Linked DNA regions of Anas platyrhynchos: region 1 is linked to region 2. A link is a contact called in public Hi-C data. All regions are on one chromosome and are shown on one strand. The core of a region is the stretch at or near the end of the contact, and the rest is flanking DNA. Distances in the headings are between cores, read along the strand shown. Region 1 holds the start of HTR4 (5-hydroxytryptamine receptor 4). Region 2 has its middle 10 kb from the start of FBXO38.

What was found. Hi-C and Micro-C count contacts between places; a contact is called where the count stands out from the background.
Region 1: a contact with region 2 is called in a Hi-C map of liver, with 2.6 times the contacts expected there. The contact joins the promoter of HTR4 here to the enhancer-like site in region 2. A contact is called at or near these places in 2 of 8 Hi-C or Micro-C datasets (liver and subcutaneous adipose tissue).

The regions. Positions count from the first base shown.
Region 1 is chr14:20,273,568-20,278,107 of IASCAAS_PekinDuck_T2T, reverse strand. HTR4 (5-hydroxytryptamine receptor 4) reads left to right here and starts at 3,226. Exons shown (of 8, transcript XR_003499460.3): 1 at 3,226-3,403.
Region 2 is chr14:20,093,646-20,098,238 of IASCAAS_PekinDuck_T2T, reverse strand. No RefSeq gene overlaps it. Among named protein-coding and RNA genes, the nearest start is that of FBXO38, 10 kb to the left of the region's middle. Within about 2 kb of position 2,763, at least 2 of the 8 cell types and tissues checked have an H3K27ac peak or open chromatin away from gene starts, as enhancers often do.

The sequences.
Region 1 (4,540 bases), core at 1,977-4,476, 180 kb before region 2:
TCTTACACATCTCTAAAGCTAAAAGTCAGACCTGCCATAAACTACGTTTTAGATTTACATATCCATGTACATATAGTCTTATAAAGCAGGTGTGGTGAATAAATCAGTGCTCGACAAGTAGCAGGATTTCATACCACAGCTGTTGCAGTTTGTGTACCTAAAGACCTGGCTGTTGAGGTCCCACTGGTGTGACCCCCTTCTTGTTGATCACTTCGGGTTGGATACTTCCCATCAGGCTGCGTGCTTTTATCGTGGGTCCAGGAACTTGGCTGCAGGGAAGTGGTGTGGGATCCAGAGAGCTCCCTGGCCCAGATAATGAATAATGTAAGGAAAGGAGGAGGTGACAACAGTGAGACATACTTCTAAGGAAGGATGAGCACCGCATCAGCTGGTGCTTTCAGTCAGATGAAGACCAGAATTTTCCTAGTGCCTTACCTCTTCTCAGAGGTTTCCTTCTCAAAATGCTTTTGGGATACAAACCACTGAGAAGTCTGAGGCATTCAGCTGCCATAGCTGGACTTTTTCCCTTAGGTCTGGGTACCATCAGCTGCCATGGCCAGGAGCAGTGCTGATTGTGGTGGTAACCTCCCAGCGAGAGCAGAGAAGCTGCTGTTTGGAATAGAAAAGAGAAAGAAGTCCTTCCTCAGCAGAGTGGGAGGGCTGCATGATCTAATGGCAGGTATAACCCTCAAAGAATTCACATTTATTCAGGCTCTCTTTTTAATAAAATCCATCCCACGCAACTGGACGAAGGAGACCATGCTGCATTCAAAGGGAGCATGCTGCGCACACCAAAAAGCATCCCTGTCAACTTGGTTTTATCTCCCTCTTTCTGGCTTACATCTGTGCCTGAAAGCGCAGCCAGTGATCTGAGGCAGCTCCGGAGTTCCTGCTGCAGCAGTGAAGGCAGCGTGTTCCGCTGCACAGCAACTGTGATTCAGTCCTGATGAATCACTTGACGACTTCTTTTCTCAACTAGATCTTTGGCTTTATTATTGTTACAGAAGGAAAAAAGGAGGAAAAAAAAAAAGCCATTGCCTTATCTCCCTCTATAATCCTTTCCAATTTTTCTTTTTAATTAAATTTTTGTAGGCATCCCATTTGTGCTGAATAAACTCTTTGATAATCCTGGAGAGCGATTTGCATGAAAAGGAGTTGTGCTCTAATCTGTCCCAAAGCTATGACATGCTCTGTTCTTAGGGTGCAGAAGCACCCCAAAACAGGAGGGTCTTGCAGTCTGCCTCCTTCATGCACCCTTCCCCACCATCCTTGGCTCTTGATCCTGATCCTCAGGGAGATCCCAGCTCAGAACAACTGTGAAGGGAAGTGAGCTCCGAGGGCTGCAGTCCTGTCTGGAGGAGCTACAGCTGCGTGCTACTGTGAACAGAGAGCAAACCAAACCAGTACTGAGTGAGCAGGAAAGTAGAGGAGCTATAACAAGGAGTTGTCCAGAAAAATAGTACTACAGAGAAGACGAAACCAAATTGTTTCAGGACAAACTTTCAGTTTCAAAATGACCTCTCTCAGCTCCATCCAGCCCAGCCCTGTCCACTCTGGCCTCGGTGGTGCAAGTCTGAGAAGCCAAAAGGTGACAAGGTGTTGCTTCAGGGATTTAATCCCAGTCCTACTTTCCTTAATGTTATTCTTAATCTGCCTTTCAGTTACTATAGTGATGAACAAATGCATGCAACAAACACGACGCCTGGCAGCCTGGGAAGCATGTTTTCTGGCTGTGGCTGAAAATACCGCCAAATTTTCAGAGAAGGCAGTTGAAAGATCTGTCAAAAATCCTCAGATCCTTAAAAAATGTTTCTTATCAAACAAGTTGATAAGAAACTGTTTAATATGCATTTGTTTTTGGAAACTTGACATGTCAGCAAGCAATGTATATTTTACATTGTTGGGCGCTCTGGTTTCTCTGCCTCTGCACACCTTTGAAAATGTCCCATTTCCAGGTGGAAGGACCCAAATACAAGACATGAAACAAATAGCTACAAACAAAATTACTTCTCTGAGCCTTTGTGTGCTCTGGATCACCCTGTCCCAGTACAGTTCTCCTCTGAGAAGCAGCAGCCTTTAGGGTTCCCCATGCCGCCCCTCGGGGCATCTCACAAAGCCCACGAGGCATTGTGTGAGCATGGTGCTCTGCCTGAGCCCGTGCCGTGGATCTCACTCAGCAGCCTCAGCTTCCCAGAGTCAGATCAGCCAACGTTTGTAGCCCCACGACTTGGGTTTCAGTTTGTGAATTACCTGTCTCAGCAGTGGCTGTTGTGCATGTTTCTTAGGGCACAGCACGGAGCCCATGTTGTTACACAGAGGGAAGGGAGGACCGTGGTCTCACGGAGACCCAGAGGCACTGGAGGTGGAGGGAATCCTGCCAGACCCTGGGGATGCAGCCAAAACCGAGTGCTGGCAGGTGGAAAACTACCGCTTCACTTCCAAAAGCAGGTCTGGTCAGAAATCCTCCCTGCAGCTGTCGGCTCACGGCCGCGTGTATACATGAGATGTTTACAGGCAATGTCCAAGTGACTGCGCACTGCAGCTTGAAACCCTTAATGTCCCCAAAACCCGCAAGTTCAGATCCGGGTGTGGGGGCGAGCACACCTGAAGATGGAGCTGCTCAGGTCCTGCTTTTATGCTCAGTCCGTTATTGCAATAGTCACTTTAAAAACCGTGATGATGAGCTGCCTGTGGTGGCCACTTCTGCCAAGACAGAGGGTTTTAGGGTCACAGGGCCGGATTTTCAGCTGCCAATGCTCTCCTGATGCCAACGGAGCTGGGCTGACACCGCAAGTGAAAAACGGGCTCCCAACATCTCCCAGGGCTCTGCTCCGCGCTTTTCTCACCCGGGGGGGACAAACCCCTGAAGCTGGCTTGGAAGTGAAGCTCCTGACGGCCTTTGCCGGGATCGGGGGTGGGGGATTTGGGGTCCCACTCGACCCGGGGGGTGTCCTGCAGCTTGGGAATCCAGGGGGGGGCGAGGCGGCAGCGGGACGGGTGCAACTTTGCGCGCCAGAGTTGGGGTGCGCAGGGGGGAACCGGCGGGGACCGGGGCGGGACAGGGGGAACCGGCGCGGTCCGGGGGGGACCGGGGAGGGTTGAGGGCCAGGTGGGAGACTGGGGGGGCCGGGGGCCGGGCCGGGGCGGGCCGGGGGCCGGGGGCGGGCGCTCCCCGCGGGCGCGGAGCGGGGGGGCGGGGGCAGCGCGCTCTGCGCTGCTGCCGCTCCTCGGCGGGCAGCGCCGCAGCCCCGCGGGCGGCCGACGGTCACCCCCGCGCACCCCGTCAGCACACCTACAGCCCCCGCTGGCACCGGCCCGGGCATCCCGTCTTGCCCCGCCGCCGCGATGAGGAGGCGCACCGCCTGGGGAGCCGCGCCGTGCGCCCGGCTCCGGCTCGGCGCTGGTAAGGCGGCGGCACGGCCCCGGGGCAGCCCCGGGGAGCTGGGAGCGGGGAGAGAGGGGATCGAGGGTCGGGGAGATCCAGGGGGACGGGGCTGGACGGGGGGCGGACGCCGGCGGGACTCGGACTCGTGGGGTCGGTCCGGAGCTGCCGTCCCTCGTTCTGCTCGGGGCTGGCTCCGTGCGCTGCACCTGTGTGAATGCACCAGCCCGCTTCGGGGGGTGAAGGCGGTGTGCGCCCTGATCCGGTGTGCAGCCACACTCAGTGTGCACCCAGACTTGTGTGTCGTGGCTGTGCCTTTGTATGTGGCATTATGTGGGCATCTGCGGGTGCCCGGAGCGTCGGTGTTGACTTGTGCCGTTGCTTTTGTTGGTGTAGCTGGGGGGGAAGGCTGAGGTGTGTGAGTGCAGACAGCCAGCGAGGTAGGAGCACCCCCCTCGGGGTTCCTACTGGGATTTGTTATCAGAATGCGTGCCACTGCATCTGTTCAACTAGTGATATTCTGCAAACTGCTGGAATTGTCAGCGGTGACCCACAAGAAGGAGAAAACCAGTATTCCAGCTGGGACAGAACAGGAGCCTGATGCCACTGAGAAAGTTACCAGGGAGAGAGACTTGTCGGTCTTTGCAGGAATAGGAAATATTACTTAAGTGATGTTGAAGGAAGATGTTTTCCAGGAGCAGAGCTGTTGGAATTCAGATAGCTCTGTGCTCTGACAGCCACGTCCTGGGGTCCACAGTGCAAAGCTTTCCCTGTCACATCCAGGCTGTCCAGGCTCTGTATCCATTCCAATCCCATGGCACTGAGGCTACGTGTTTCTTTGCTGCTGAACATCAACCTTGCTCAGACTTACTCCAAAGATGAGGGAAGTTAGCAGGTGTCCTATTCATTTCTAAGTGCATTCAGGTACTGGGAAAGGAGCCAATTTGTGGATCTGATGCGAGGAGGGATGGAGCTGTGTCTGAATGAAAAACTTGTGTCATTTCCTCAAACCCCCAAAGCATCTCGCCTAGCTCCAAAACAAACTTCCCCTATGGAAACTTTGTAGAAGGGTGAGTAATTAAAACATTACACAGCTGTAAGTCTCTGCTGCTTTGGGGCATCTAGGAAGGAGATTGGTCCTGGCTGATGGGCTTTAAG
Region 2 (4,593 bases), core at 1,514-4,013:
AAAATGTTTCTCCATACTTATAAGAAAGCTGGTACCTAATGAGTCTCACCTGCATCACCAAGTCAGCAGTAAGCGTTTTGCTCCTCTCCCCACAGCTGTTACTTGCTGGGGAAAAAGGATTCTGACATACCAGGTCTCTCTTATGTGTCAGTAATGTTTTCACCAAGGTTTAAATACCTTCCCCACACGTTTTCCTGTCTTCTTCACTTAAGAATATTCAATCAATGTTTGAAAGAATAACTTCTATTTTGTGAAGGCATGTACATACCCCTTTTCATCCTGAAAAAGCTAAAGAACATTTTACAAAATCTTTGGGATTAATGTTGCACTGATACTGTAAAATATATATATTTACTACTTATTACTAATACTTGCCTTTGTTGGCCTGTTTAATTGAAATACCACCCTACTACCTGTACCCATGTCATTACAGTTCATATCTGCACTGGTCATGTATTTGTCCATGAGACGTAATTTACATATAGAAGATTCTGGGATTACGTCTTCTCCCTTCAGGGAAGGTAGTCTCAACATGGATAATTACATACCTGTTTGCAATGGTTTAAAGTTATTCAAGCCATAGTGGTCTTGGCAGTAATGAGGTTTACAAATTAATGAAATCATTTCTCATGTTCTTTAATTATGGAAGGATTTATGGAAAAAAATATAGTCTGTAAGACAAAATTCGTGCTGTAGATATCCAATTGAAGAAAGTTAAGTTCATTAACAAGAGAAAGTACCTCTCTACTGGTATTTGAATAATGAATTGTATTTACAATTTCATAAATTGGAAGTCCTGCCAGATCATATGCTACCAAGGCATTTTGATTGCACTGAGTGGAATTGTCTCATCTTCCCTGACTATAAGTCACCCAGAGCTGTCTTCTGTTGCTCTGATTGATTAAAGCTGTTATAATTTCCTCTCATGAGAAAGAGGCCATTCAACTACCCAGTGAACATGTTCTAAATAGCTATTAATGTGCTTTGGTTGCTTGAAAACATGGAGGCATTGCTTAGAAATTCATATACATTACTGGCTGTTGTGAGAGATAGGTAAGGGCTGGGGCCAGGATGAGCCCCATTCATTACTTCTTGGGAATAGGGAGGGAACTCCCATGTTTTGTCATTCCCCTGTTAGGAAGGGTGTGAGTCCCTCCTTAACAACATCCTCAAGCCCTCCTGTGAAGTTGCACATAAGTCTATGAATGTAAGTGCAGCTCCAGCCCTTGCAGTGGTGGGCTTGTCCAATGCAGGAGCAGAAACCAGTTGCAGGGTGGAGAATCTGAGAGAATACAGCAGCAGAAACAAATCTGTCCGTCTTTTGTTATGCTCTGTGTTGCATGCAATCATCTTCTTTTCAGCTGTGCTCAGAAAGGGTATAGGTTTACAGGTGGGAGGACAGCATCAATGGATGTGCTGTGCTTCTCCCAGAAGATGGCAGCTCAGTGGCATGGATGGGAAAACAGCCTTCCCCGTGCCTACATGGCACTTCTCTACCCTCAGGTGCTGCTTCTGGGAGGTCTGAAGGAGCATGGTCACAACATGGCCAAGTTAGCAGAAGATGTATGTGACATACTTCTCTTTCAAGAGAGTCTGCTGTTCTTTGAAGAGACATTAACCTTTGGGCATGGGACACGAGACTTCTCATGCTTGTAGCTGATGTAGGCCTAACAGGAGGACAGCTTCATAATTACTGGTTCCTCTGACCAACTTGTACTGGAATTTTGAAGTCTAATAAACAAGGGAAATTAAAGGTCTTATTTCTTCTCAGTTTTTCAGATTTTAAATGTGTATCTACATATGTTTGCTCACATCTCAATAGTTTAACACAGCTCATGTCCCACAGAATTGGAAAAATGTGTCTCACATTTCTTGATCATTATCATGACTTCTTGTTTTATTTTTCCTGACAGATACATGTTTTTCTCTATGTGGCTTGTTAAACTCAAAAAAGGATTCTGTCTCTTTTAAGTGAGTATGTAGAATCCTACAACCATTTTTTCCAAGGAGAAAGAAAAAGTTAGTTCCTCACTTGTCAGGTTCTTTTCCTCCTCCAACAAGAGTATAGGACAATAATTCAGATACATAGCATATATTAACACAAATTTCTGTGGTGAAAATCAACTACATTAATAGAAGATTTCAAATAAGTATGACTTCCTGCACTAAAATGGGGAGTTTTACATGACATTAACATATAACAATAGCATGGTCTGTGATAATCTTGAAATAAAATTATCTGCAATGTCTAATTCTCTAGCATACAGAACTTTTCCTCCTCCACTTCTTTTGATCCAGAATCTGGAATTTAAAGCATGGAAATTGAAAAAACAAGCTTTTAAGATATCTCGTGACACATGGCTGAAATAAAGAATGCTAGAATTTTGCTAAGTGGTAAGAACTTCATAGGTGTTTTGGTGACGACATTTTATTTACCAGTTCTCTCTGCAACTACATGTTACAGAGCTTTATGTAGTAAGATCTTACTATATTAAGATGAAATACTTGAAAATGTCTTATGATTATATAGTCTGTATTTGAGACAATGAGGGCCTGTTTTTGTTTTTGTTGCTGTTGCTGTTGTTTTTGTTTTTCCCAAATACTTAATATTATTAAAAGATTGAGAAATACTGAATAATTGTAATAACTGGATACACTAAACAGGCATGAGATAAACTTTGAGCTGTTTATTGTAAACAGCCTGAGCAGTATCACACTGTTTTTAGGGCAGGGTTAGAATCCAGCTCTCCAGGCTGACCAGACACTGATACAACCGTAATGAGGTCAGTTGAATGTGAACTATATTCCATTATACTTCACCGTTCAGTCATCTGGTATTATCTTCTGTTCAGAGACATGGAATTCTGGTATGATCTAAAGAATGCTTTATGCAATAGCAACTACAGTTGCAATTGCCAGTACAGCTGGCAATTTTTCATGTTGCCCTCGATGTCTTTAAGAAGGTAATTGGTAGTGTAGGAGTTTGGTTCTGGCACAGCCATATGGTTCTGGTATCTATGATGCTTTGATTGAAGTGACAATATTCCACCTCAGCAGTTTGCCTTCCAGGTCAATCTCTAAGATACCTGGGACGGGGCTCATCACTTACACTGAGCACGTAGAGCACCAGTGCTCTTCCTCCTCTGTACTTGTGTGCAAGAACAATGACAGTAACAGCAATATTAGAAAATAAAGTTTGCCCTTTATGGACAGGTGAAATAGTTTTATTATAGCACTGTTATTCTCTTTTTCAGGAATCCAAGCCATCTGATTTTCAGGCCTGTATTTCATTATGTCTTCTCTTAAAAGTTAAAAAAGTGCATCAGAAGACCATACCATGAAGACTCTTCCTTCTCCATACACACATACATTTATAGATAGATAGATAGATAGATAGATAGATAGATAGATAGATGGATAGATAGATACCTCAATGACACATCAGGTTTTTTTCGGAGTAGAGTTTTGAAAACTCTAGTCCTCTATCAGTGCAAGGAGATCTGCTCTATTTTTCCATTCTATGCCAGTATCTGGCTCTCTCTATTTTATTTTCTAGTAAGCAGGATCTGAGTGTGTTTCATCAGCTCACTCAAGCTACATATATTTTTCCTTCCCCATATTTCTATGTCATTGCTACATTGCACAAACTTGATTGTCCAGATTGTCAGGCTACTTCAGCATTTTTTTTCAGATGTCATTTACAGCAACATGCAAATCATATTCTTTGCTCTGGTATGTGGCAAAAGCTGGTGTGGTTCTCAGCATTCTCTGTAGCTGTAGACCATCACATGATGCTAGCATGGGCAGAAAAATAGCACAAGCATACCATGTTGGAGAGTATTGCTCTCCAGCTACTTTCTACTACTCTTTTATGTCAGAAATGATGAGAAAAGAATTAGAGTCCCAGGAGTCTGGCATCTGTGATGGATGTATATACTGTCTATTTTAGGCTTAGACTTAGACTTACAGGGCTCTCAATCACCCCTGTGGATGTCCAATGGCTCCATAGGAAACTTAATTATCTTAGGTTTGATTCACACACACTAGTGCTTAAATATCTAAATATACGAAAGCAGGTGGTGTGAATATCCACTTTGGATGTAACAGGCCAAGCCAGAAGACTTGGGATATTTATTATTTAATATTTTTATAAAATATTAATATAATATTCAATATATTATTGGGATATATACTTGGGGATATTGGGAAATATCCCCAAAATTGTCTGCTGGATTTTTTGATGTTGTGATGAAACATCAGAGTTTGACTTTGTTTTCCCAACTTAATCTTTCTCACTCAAGACATTGTCATGCCCTGTTCTTAGAGACTTTTAGGTTAACTGTGCCGATCCAGAAGCCTTTGAACTTTGAAAAAATTTTACCTCATCGATTTGTGTTCCTACAGCCTAATTGCTGGGGCCTGCAGTTAAACAGAATGCATAATAGTGCTGACTTTAATCTGTGTACAAGGATAGGCAGAAGAATTTCCTGCCACCATCCTCCATTAATTCCTGTCATTCAGTATGAAAAGAATTAGGTTCCTTACCTTTCTCATCTTACCTCTTTTAACAGGAAACAACTCCGTCTGATGAAA